Linked DNA regions of Oryctolagus cuniculus: region 2 is linked to region 1. A link is a contact called in public Hi-C data. All regions are on one chromosome and are shown on one strand. The core of a region is the stretch at or near the end of the contact, and the rest is flanking DNA. Distances in the headings are between cores, read along the strand shown. Region 1 holds the start of FAM110B (family with sequence similarity 110 member B). Region 2 has its middle 11 kb from the start of UBXN2B.

What was found. Hi-C and Micro-C count contacts between places; a contact is called where the count stands out from the background.
Region 2: a Hi-C map of an unstated tissue shows a contact between it and region 1, with 3 times the contacts expected there. The contact joins the enhancer-like site here to the promoter of FAM110B in region 1. A contact is called at or near these places in 4 of 6 Hi-C or Micro-C datasets (ear pinna, liver, psoas muscle and 1 more).

What each region holds. Positions count from the first base shown.
Region 1 is chr6:83,118,926-83,123,487 of mOryCun1.1, reverse strand. FAM110B (family with sequence similarity 110 member B) reads right to left here and starts at 3,102. Exons shown (of 6, transcript XM_051844496.2): 1 at 2,758-3,102.
Region 2 is chr6:83,562,280-83,566,435 of mOryCun1.1, reverse strand. No RefSeq gene overlaps it. Among named protein-coding and RNA genes, the nearest start is that of UBXN2B, 11 kb to the left of the region's middle. Within about 2 kb of position 2,070, at least 1 of the 8 cell types and tissues checked has an H3K27ac peak or open chromatin away from gene starts, as enhancers often do.

The DNA of each region.
Region 1 (4,562 bases), core at 1,853-4,352:
GCAGTTCCCCAAGCCCAGGTGTTACGATGAGCCAGAAAACCCTTTTTCTGTTGTCCTTTCCAGCCTTGGTGCTTGCACTGAACAGAGTGAATATATTTTTCTTGTGTGAGTCATGACTGCAACGCTTCTGAGACTTCATCCTGAATATCAATTCCCATTTCATCATATCAGGAGCCAGAAAAAACGGTACAAATGGGGAAACATGAGACCGGACCCTAGTAAGTTGTTGTCTTAAATAAATTCAAGATGAAAGTAGGTTCCTTATTTATTTCTCTCCTCTAAAATATTAAGACTGGGGTAATTGGGGGTCCTCCAAGTGGAAGTGACCAACCTGACTCAAATACAGAAAAATCAAAGTCAAGGATACAGTTGCCTAAATAATATTTCTGCAAGGCTTGTCTGTCTAACTGCAATACCATGGTTTTCAAAGAGGAAAAGCCCAGCCAGGTAACTACCCTAAAAAAAACAGTTAAAAATACAAAGGGAAAACTTTTCAAAAAGCACAAAACCTGTATTCCTGAAAAATCTGCGTGGTAAGAATAGGTTCTGGAGAGGCACAGGCAACCGGACTGCTACAGTAATCCCTGCTGGTCCACCAGCATTATCCACAGCACCACCTACTGCCACCTCACGGCGCCTGCAGCAGCTGTGGTTCCTCAGGCCCCAGCAGTTAACACCATGCCTTGTTTAGCTAGGAAGTTATGGAGGAAGGAAAAAGATGTCACTTCACCGTTTAGCGAGGAGAGGAGCTTGAAGTGAGAGTTGATCCCTGATGGTCTTTCAAAATCGCTAAACAGTTAGCACCCACTGCTTACCAACAGGCAGCAAACACACCATTTTGATTTTTCTTTTCCTGGCCAGTTAGACTACAAATCCTGTTCTAAATACTATAAACCATGGATAAGACTGATAGGCTCTGGTTGATGTATTTTTAGCAGATCTATCGATCTGTAATTACCTTTTACCACAATGGGACCCACTTAACGCTGCTGTGCCAACATGTTCTTTCAACTAGGAATCATTACTCTCAACCTAGAGTAGGGGAGAGGGGGGCACAGTTCAGGGACAAGATTCAGACCCTCAGACCCTAGATTTTCCCTAACATCTGGGCCTCTCCTTGGACAATCAGGCCCGTGAAGGATTCTGAGGTCTCCTAATTATAAAGTGCACCAGGACAGGGGTGGGTTCATAGCTATGGTCCTTGCAGGCCACTACGTGAGAAGTTCTAAATCAGCCCTTACCTACCAACATAGAGAGCAGCTTGCCAGGCACAAGTAAAACCACCACCCACCCCTGATTCCATCCCAAAATTAAACCAGACTTGAGCCAAAAGACCTGTAACAAAAAAAACCCAAAACCATCAATTTCCAAACCAAAAAACACATGGACTTATATATAATACAATTCAAAACAATGCTAACTGACACTTACTTCAGGCTATATGTTGGGTCCTGCTCTAAGCATTTTATTGATTATCAGATTGGCAGAGCACTGCCGTCTCTCCGTTCAGTCAGTGACTTCATGGTGTACCACCTCCAGAAATACCACAGGTCAACTATCATAGCACAAAGCCATGAGATTTTACCACTGAAGAATTCCAGGTTACCATGAACCTGCCCTTATGTTAAAATAACTATACTTATGAAAGAGCACATCTGAATGACCACAAGTTGCAATGGCAAAAAATGAGGACAATAAATTGGTAGAGGTTCTATTCCAGGGAATGACTCTAAACATATTGCAAAAATGCTTGTTCTACAATCATACTCTCCTCTTCAAAAATAAACCAGTGTGCAGTCCTTACAACGCCAGCCATGCGATGTTGTCACAGATGTGTGCCAGATTCTGCACGGGACATAACTTGGCTGTGAAGAAAACCCGCAGAGTTTATCGGTATCTTAGGCAGCAAAGAAAGCCTCATGTTTGTGTGCGAGTGTCTTAGCAAATCCGAGTCACGTCTTGAAAGGGTTAACTAGCCCAGCACCAGGTGCTTTCTTTCCACTGTCCAGAGTAATTTAAGCACGCATCAAGTTATCTTCTCCTCAAGCCAGCTTAGGAGACTTGTCACTGCCATTTACACAGTGCAGCTCCGGATCTCACGACAATAGGAGGGCACCAGGCCGGGCAGGGCAGCCACCGGGCTCCCACAGCTGGCATGCGCTTTGTTGCCAAATTGTGAGCTCCGCCGGGGGATGGGGATAAGCGTGAGCCAAGGGTAATTTAATTATATTTCAAATCTGTATGCTTTCAAAGAAAGTACAAGCGAGGGAGCCACTGGAGGGGATAACCCCAAACAAACTTTCAGAGCCATGGAATCTGCATACCTTGCAGTTCACTCCCAGCCAGGGATGAGGAGATACTGGTATTTCCAAAGTATTTGGCACGGAAATCAGAGATGGGGCAAGCAGCGGTGGCGGAGGAGAGCCCCGGTGCCTCGCCGACCCACTCCTCCACAGACACCCGCCGGCGCGCCTCCGGGGCCCAGCCCGGCTACGCAGCGCAGTCGGCTTCGCCCGGCCCGGAGCTCAGGGCGGGCAGGGCGCCCCCGCCTCCCCGGAACCCCGGCCCGGTCCGTCAGGGCCAGCGAAGCCCCCATGCCGGGCTAGACGGAGATGAGGGCAGGGCGGGGAGGCTGCAGGAGCAGATCCGGCTTCGCTCCGCCCGCGCGCGGCTTAGGCATTGTCCACTGACGGAGCGCAGCGCGGCCACCAGACCCGGACCCCGAACCTGCAGCAGCACTCTGACCCCCAGTCTTACCTCGGCCGTGCTCCCTGGCTCGGGGCGGCGCGGGCCAAGCCGGCGGTCAGGCTTCCAGAGACGGCGAGGAGGGACGGTCTGGGCCCGAGAAGGACCGAGGGCCGAGGGCGGGCTGCTGGGGCCGCCGAGTCCTCACCGCCGCCAACGCCGCCGTGGGGCTGCGGGCAAGGAGCAGGGAGGGTTGGCCAAGCCGGCCCAGGACGCGCGGCCGCGCAGGGCCCAGCTGCTGGCGGTGGCCGCGATGGTTCGGTCTGCACCGAGTGGGAGGGCTCCGGCAGGCTCCGCCGGAGAGCGAGGGAGGGAACTTGCAGGGAGTTGCTGCGACCGAGAGCGCGTGTCGCTGACCGAAGGGGACACGCCCCTCCAACGCCCCGCCCAGCTTCTGCCCCGCCCCGTCTCACCTGCCCCGCCCAAGCCCCGTCCCGCCACCCCTACCGCCTTCCCGCACCTGCCCCCAGGTGAAGGCTCCCCTAGATCAGAGCCTAGGACCCCAGTTCAGGCCGCGTGACTCTCGCGACCTGGAGTTTGTGTCCTCAGTGTGATAATCCACTTGGTAGCCAACCCATACCGACCATTGTGGCTCTGGGCACCATTCTCGGTTTGCTAACTTTCAAATACTTAAATGGACTATTGCAATATTATTTATAGGCTGCGTTTCTGGAAGTGTTTTCTACATGTTTGTGTAGAATAGAATAAAATAGTAATCCTCAGGCCTGATGTACTGCCCTTAGACTGTGGGCCAGCTGATGTTTCAAATTAAGTAAATGGAGTGCATCACTAGTCATCTCATAATATTTCCTTAACACGTTTAGAATTTTTAAAAACTATTTGCTTAATAACTTGGTTGGTTTTCTTCAGGGAGGCTATCTTGCTTTAGGAAGACTAAACACAGTTTTGCTACTGGGAGCTCTAAAATATGAAATCCGTTTTTACCAAAATGACTGGATTTAAGTGAAATAGGGACTCACCATAATTCCTTCTCAAAAATATTTAGCAAATATTTTCTCTAAACTTTAGAAAACATTGGAAATACAATCGCATACACCACATTTTCTCAACAAGGCTATCTACACATACAGGTACTTAAATGGTTGTGAGTACTGTTTCTTTTGAATTCAGAAATTATCAAATAAATAAAGGTCAGACCTCTGCAATAGAGTTTTGGCCATTTACAAGATTACCACATTAAAAGGCGACATAACACTGCGTTTTCAGTGCAAGTTTCCTTTGGTATCCTAATGCATTGTTTGTGATCACAGATATGTGTGGGGAGCAAACCGGACTAGACTGAGTTACTGGAATTAAGACTTATTCTATGCATCTGCTCTCCCACAATATGGCGCTGGGAGAGAAGTAAACAGCTTCCGCACAGCTGCCTCCAGTTCAACCAATAAACTGTAGGACTTGCTACTGATTGGAGGAGAGCAGCGTACTCGGCATGTGGGCAGCCGAGTTGGGATTGGCGGAGGAGGACTATAAAGGAGGAGAGAGACGGCATGCACCAGGAACATCTATGGGGAACATCTAAGGGAACCCGTGCAGCCCCCGAGAGAACCGGCCGGCGGTGTGCCGCTCCCCTGCGGAAGTGGGGAATGTGGCCAGGGGGAACTGCCCTTCCACGGAGGTGGAAGGGATAGTAGCCAACCCGGGAAGAACCAGCAGCAAACCCGGGGAGGGCCGAGCAGACGAAAGAACAGCGCAGGGTCCTGTGTCGTTCCTCCACGAAGAGGGGGAGCGACATAATGGTGCCGTGACTCGGATATGAAGCCTAGGCAGGGTTTAGTGTCATTCCTCCGTGAAGAGGG
Region 2 (4,156 bases), core at 821-3,320, 440 kb before region 1:
GAGGAGAGAGAGAAGAGAGAGAAGAGAGAGAAGAGAGAGAAGAGAGAGGAGAGAGAGGAGAGAGGAGAGAGAGAGCTTCTATCCCCGTGTTCACTTCCCAAATGACTACAACAGCTAGGTCTGGGCCAGACTGGAGCCAGGAGCCAGGAACTCCTTCCTGGTGCCACACCCCCACCCACCCCCCCTGAACTCACACAGGTGGCAGCAGCCCAAATACTTGGGCCGTAGTCCACTGACTTTCCAGGTGCACTAGCAGGAATCTGACTCGTAAGTGGAGCAGATGAGGCTCCCTGATATGGCAAGTGGTGGCCTAACCCTCTGTGCCACAACACTGCCCCCTAGTGCTACTGTCTTAACGGCACCTGCAATAAGTGTGAGCAGACATTTCTATGAGAACTCTGCAGTCTAGACATCTTGTGGTTGACATAAAGGAATACAGAAGTAAAATCACCTCTACTAGAATGTCGACTGCAGGGATGTTTGACGCTCAAGGACCACAGCAATGATATCATCAGCAACATAGAGTCTACTAAAGCAGCTCTGTGGGTTGGCTGTCTACTAAATAACACCAAGCTGATGCACTTGTTTTGCTGTCTGATTACTACAGCCTATATGTATCCCTCTTGGCCACCAGCTTGCTACCGTGTGAATGTGTCCCCCAAAGTTCATGTGCTGGAAACTGAACCCTCAAAGCACCAGTGCAGAGAGGTGAGATCTTTAACAGGTTATTAGGCCACAAAGGCCCTGCCCTCATAAATGGATTAATGTTTTAATTGCAAGAGTGGGTTTGTCCTAAAAGTGAATTCAGGCCTCCCTTATTCTGTCTTGCCCTGTGATACCCTCGCCCATGTTATGACCCAGCCAGAGATGCTTACCAGATGCAGCTCCTCAATCTGGGGCTTCCCAGTCTCCCAGAGTCCATATATTTCTACCCTTTATAAATTACTGAGTGCCAGGTGTTCTGTTACAGAGGCAAGCAATGGGTGGCATGCAGCTGTTTCTTTAAAAGACAATTAATTAGGCCGGCGCCGTGGCTCACTTGGCTAATCCTCTGCCTTGCGACACCGGCACACCGGGTTCTAGTACCGCTCGGGGCGCAGGATTCTGTCCCGGTTGCCCCTCTTCCAGGCCAGCTCTCTGCTGTGGCCAGGGAGTGCAGTGGAGGATGGCCCAAGTCCTTAGGCCCTGCACCCCATGGGAGACCAGGAGAAGCACCTGGCTCCTGCCATCGGATCAGCGTGGTGCACCGGCCGCAGTGCGCCAGCTGTGGCGGCCATTGGAGGGTGAACCAACGGCAAAGGAAGACCTTTCTCTCTGTCTCTCTCTCTCTCTCTCACTGTCCACTCTGCCTGTCAAAAAAAAAAAAAAAAGACAATTAATTGATCCACATATAGAAATAAGAAACTTTAACTTAGAATATTAGATAGTGCAGGTTTTTATGACCTGTGTAAGAACACGAATCAAGGAATGATTGAGGGGCTCTTCGATTTGTACAATTGGAGCATGTATGTGTCAGGCAGGAAGACCATGCTGTGGTAACAGTTAGCCCCGAATCTTTGTGATTCACAAGCAACAGAGAAGAAGATGAGATGGTGAAAGCCTCTGCCTCACATTGTCCTCGGAGCCTGACGCCACTTCTATCCCCTGGAACAAGACAGGGAAGAAACATGGGCAAGGCATGCCTCGTTTTGGACCCAGAATGGCACCTGCTACTTCTCTTCATTCCAGGAATTTAGAGCAAGGAAGCGTTAATAGTTTTAGGCAACCCCTTCCATCCTAATCTGAAGTTGTGACAAGATACTTCATGGTGGAATAAGAAATGCAACTAAGAAAAAGGGCTTTTAGGTCATTGGGACAATAATCATCATGGCATCATGGGATTCCCAGAAAACTGTTCTTTTTTCTCTAACACTGATGTCTTCCCTCCATTGTAACAACAGGACCGAGAATACCTCTGGGCAGTTTCAGAGTGATGCCAGCGTCACAGCGATCTTACACAGGGACTGTGTCCATTTTGGCTGTTCAGAAGCATTTCCCCTTTGTGCATACTTCTCAGTTCTCAGTTGTGCAACGTGTGACACAGAGAAAACGACCAGATATAACAGGTGACAAACAGGGTAGCAACCACGACAACTGCGCCAACACATTTCTGTACCAGGTCCAAGAAAGAGCTGCTGAGTGAGTGCACAGGGAACTCAAAGGCCCTGCTGAAGGTAGCCAGGCAGAGTACAGTGAAGGACTAGGTTTGCCACGAGACATGAGGGCCCAGTGGCCAGTTCTAGAAGGTCTGTAGGGCCAGCACGGGCCTGAGACAGAGATTCTGCCCAGAGGTTAATTACCGCTTCTTCTCACCAATCTCTGCCCTCTCACCTGCCCCAACACTGTCCCTCTACAGCATGACCTTCCACTGGTGACTGGGCCAGGCCGAAGCCAGGAACCAAGAACTCTCTCCAGGTCTCCCACTTGGGTGGCAGGGCCCCAAGCACTTGGGCCACCTTTCACTGCCTTCTAGGTGCATTGGTAGGAAGCTGGGTTGGAAGTGGAGCAGCCAGGACTCAAGCCAGCACTCTCATAAGGGATCCTGGTGTTGACAGCAAGTGTGGGCTTAACCCACTGTGCCAACCTGACATGATGAGCCACTGGGAAGCTGTGCAAGTCCTGGGGTGTCCAAAGGCCTTGAACAAGCACCTTTCCCAGCAAGCTATACACATGGCCATCATTTCCTGTGTGGGCTTGTGAAAAAGATTAGGGCATAATTCCCCACAGCGCTGCTGTTCCCTCTTGTCAACTACTTGCAGGAGTCTTGAACCAGAGATGTCTTGGGTGTGTTCGTTTACAGGTCCTCCAAAAAGAGGACCATGGTGACTTTTTAAAAAAATATATTTATTTATTTGAAAGGCAGAGTAACAGAGAGCAGAGGCAAAGAGAAAGAGAGAGAGAGAGAAGAGATCTTTCATCTGCTGGTTCACTCCCCAGATGGCTGCAACAGCTGGAGCTGCACCGATCCAAAGCCAGGAGCTTATTCAAGGTCTCCTACATGGGTACAGGGGCCCAAGGACTTGGGCCATCTTCTGCTGCTTTCCCAGGCCACAACAGAGAGCTGGATTGGAAGTGGAGCAGCCAGGATTTGAACCGGCACCCACATGGGATGCCGGCACCTCAGGTGGCAGCTTTACCCACTCTGCCGAGCGTCAGCTCCAGACCATGGTGCTTTGTTCAATGGCATTGGATGCCTACATTCCGTTGTACCTCTAGACTCTGGCTGTAGCGCTCATATCCATCAGCTGCCAGAACAAAGTGCCAGAAACTAGAGGGCTTAAACCACAGGAATTTTATTGTCTTACATTTCTGGAGGCTGCAAATCCAAGGTCAAAGTGCTAGCAAGGTTGAGGATGAGGGCCCTCCTCTTGGCTGAGGGATGGCTGCCTTCACCTGGAAGAGCAGTGATGGGGGTTAGGGGAGAGGCTGTCTGGTGCCTCTTTTTTGTAAGGGCACTAATCTGATCATGAGACGCCACCCTTAATACCTGAACACCACCCGAACCCCACTTCCTCATGGCATCATCTTAAGGATCAGGGCTTCATACATGGGACTTTCTGAATTTTGGGAACACAGCTCTGTCTAGCACTCCCAAATCCCCAGGATGTAGAGTTCAGCCCCTTCACTTTTTCTGTGGGACCCAGAAGTCTGTGTCAGGAAGCTTCAGCATCTCACATGGCACAGGTGCTTCACTGTGTGCGTCCTGTTTAATCTGGGGTTTCCATGTTTCCTGTGCTATTGTGTCGCACAGTCCAGGGTGAGGGAGGAATTTCTCCCCTTGCTAAACTCCAAAGTCCAAATCCCCCATCCTTTATCAATCAGAGCAAACATTAAAAAGAAAAAAGAAAACCAATTGCTAGTAAGCTGTCCTTTGCAGCTTTATTCCCCACTGAAGGCTATCTTCAATTCATAATTCATTAAAAGAGTAGCTGTTCGGGGCTGGTGCTGTGGTGCATGGGTTAAAGCCCCAGCCTGCAGTGCTGGCATTCTCTATAGGTGTTAGTTCGAGTCCCGGCTGCTCCACTTCCAATCCAGCTCTCCGCTACGGCCTGGGAAAGCAGCAGAAGATGGCCCAAGTCCTTGGGCCCCTGCACTCACTTGGGAGACCTGGAGGAAG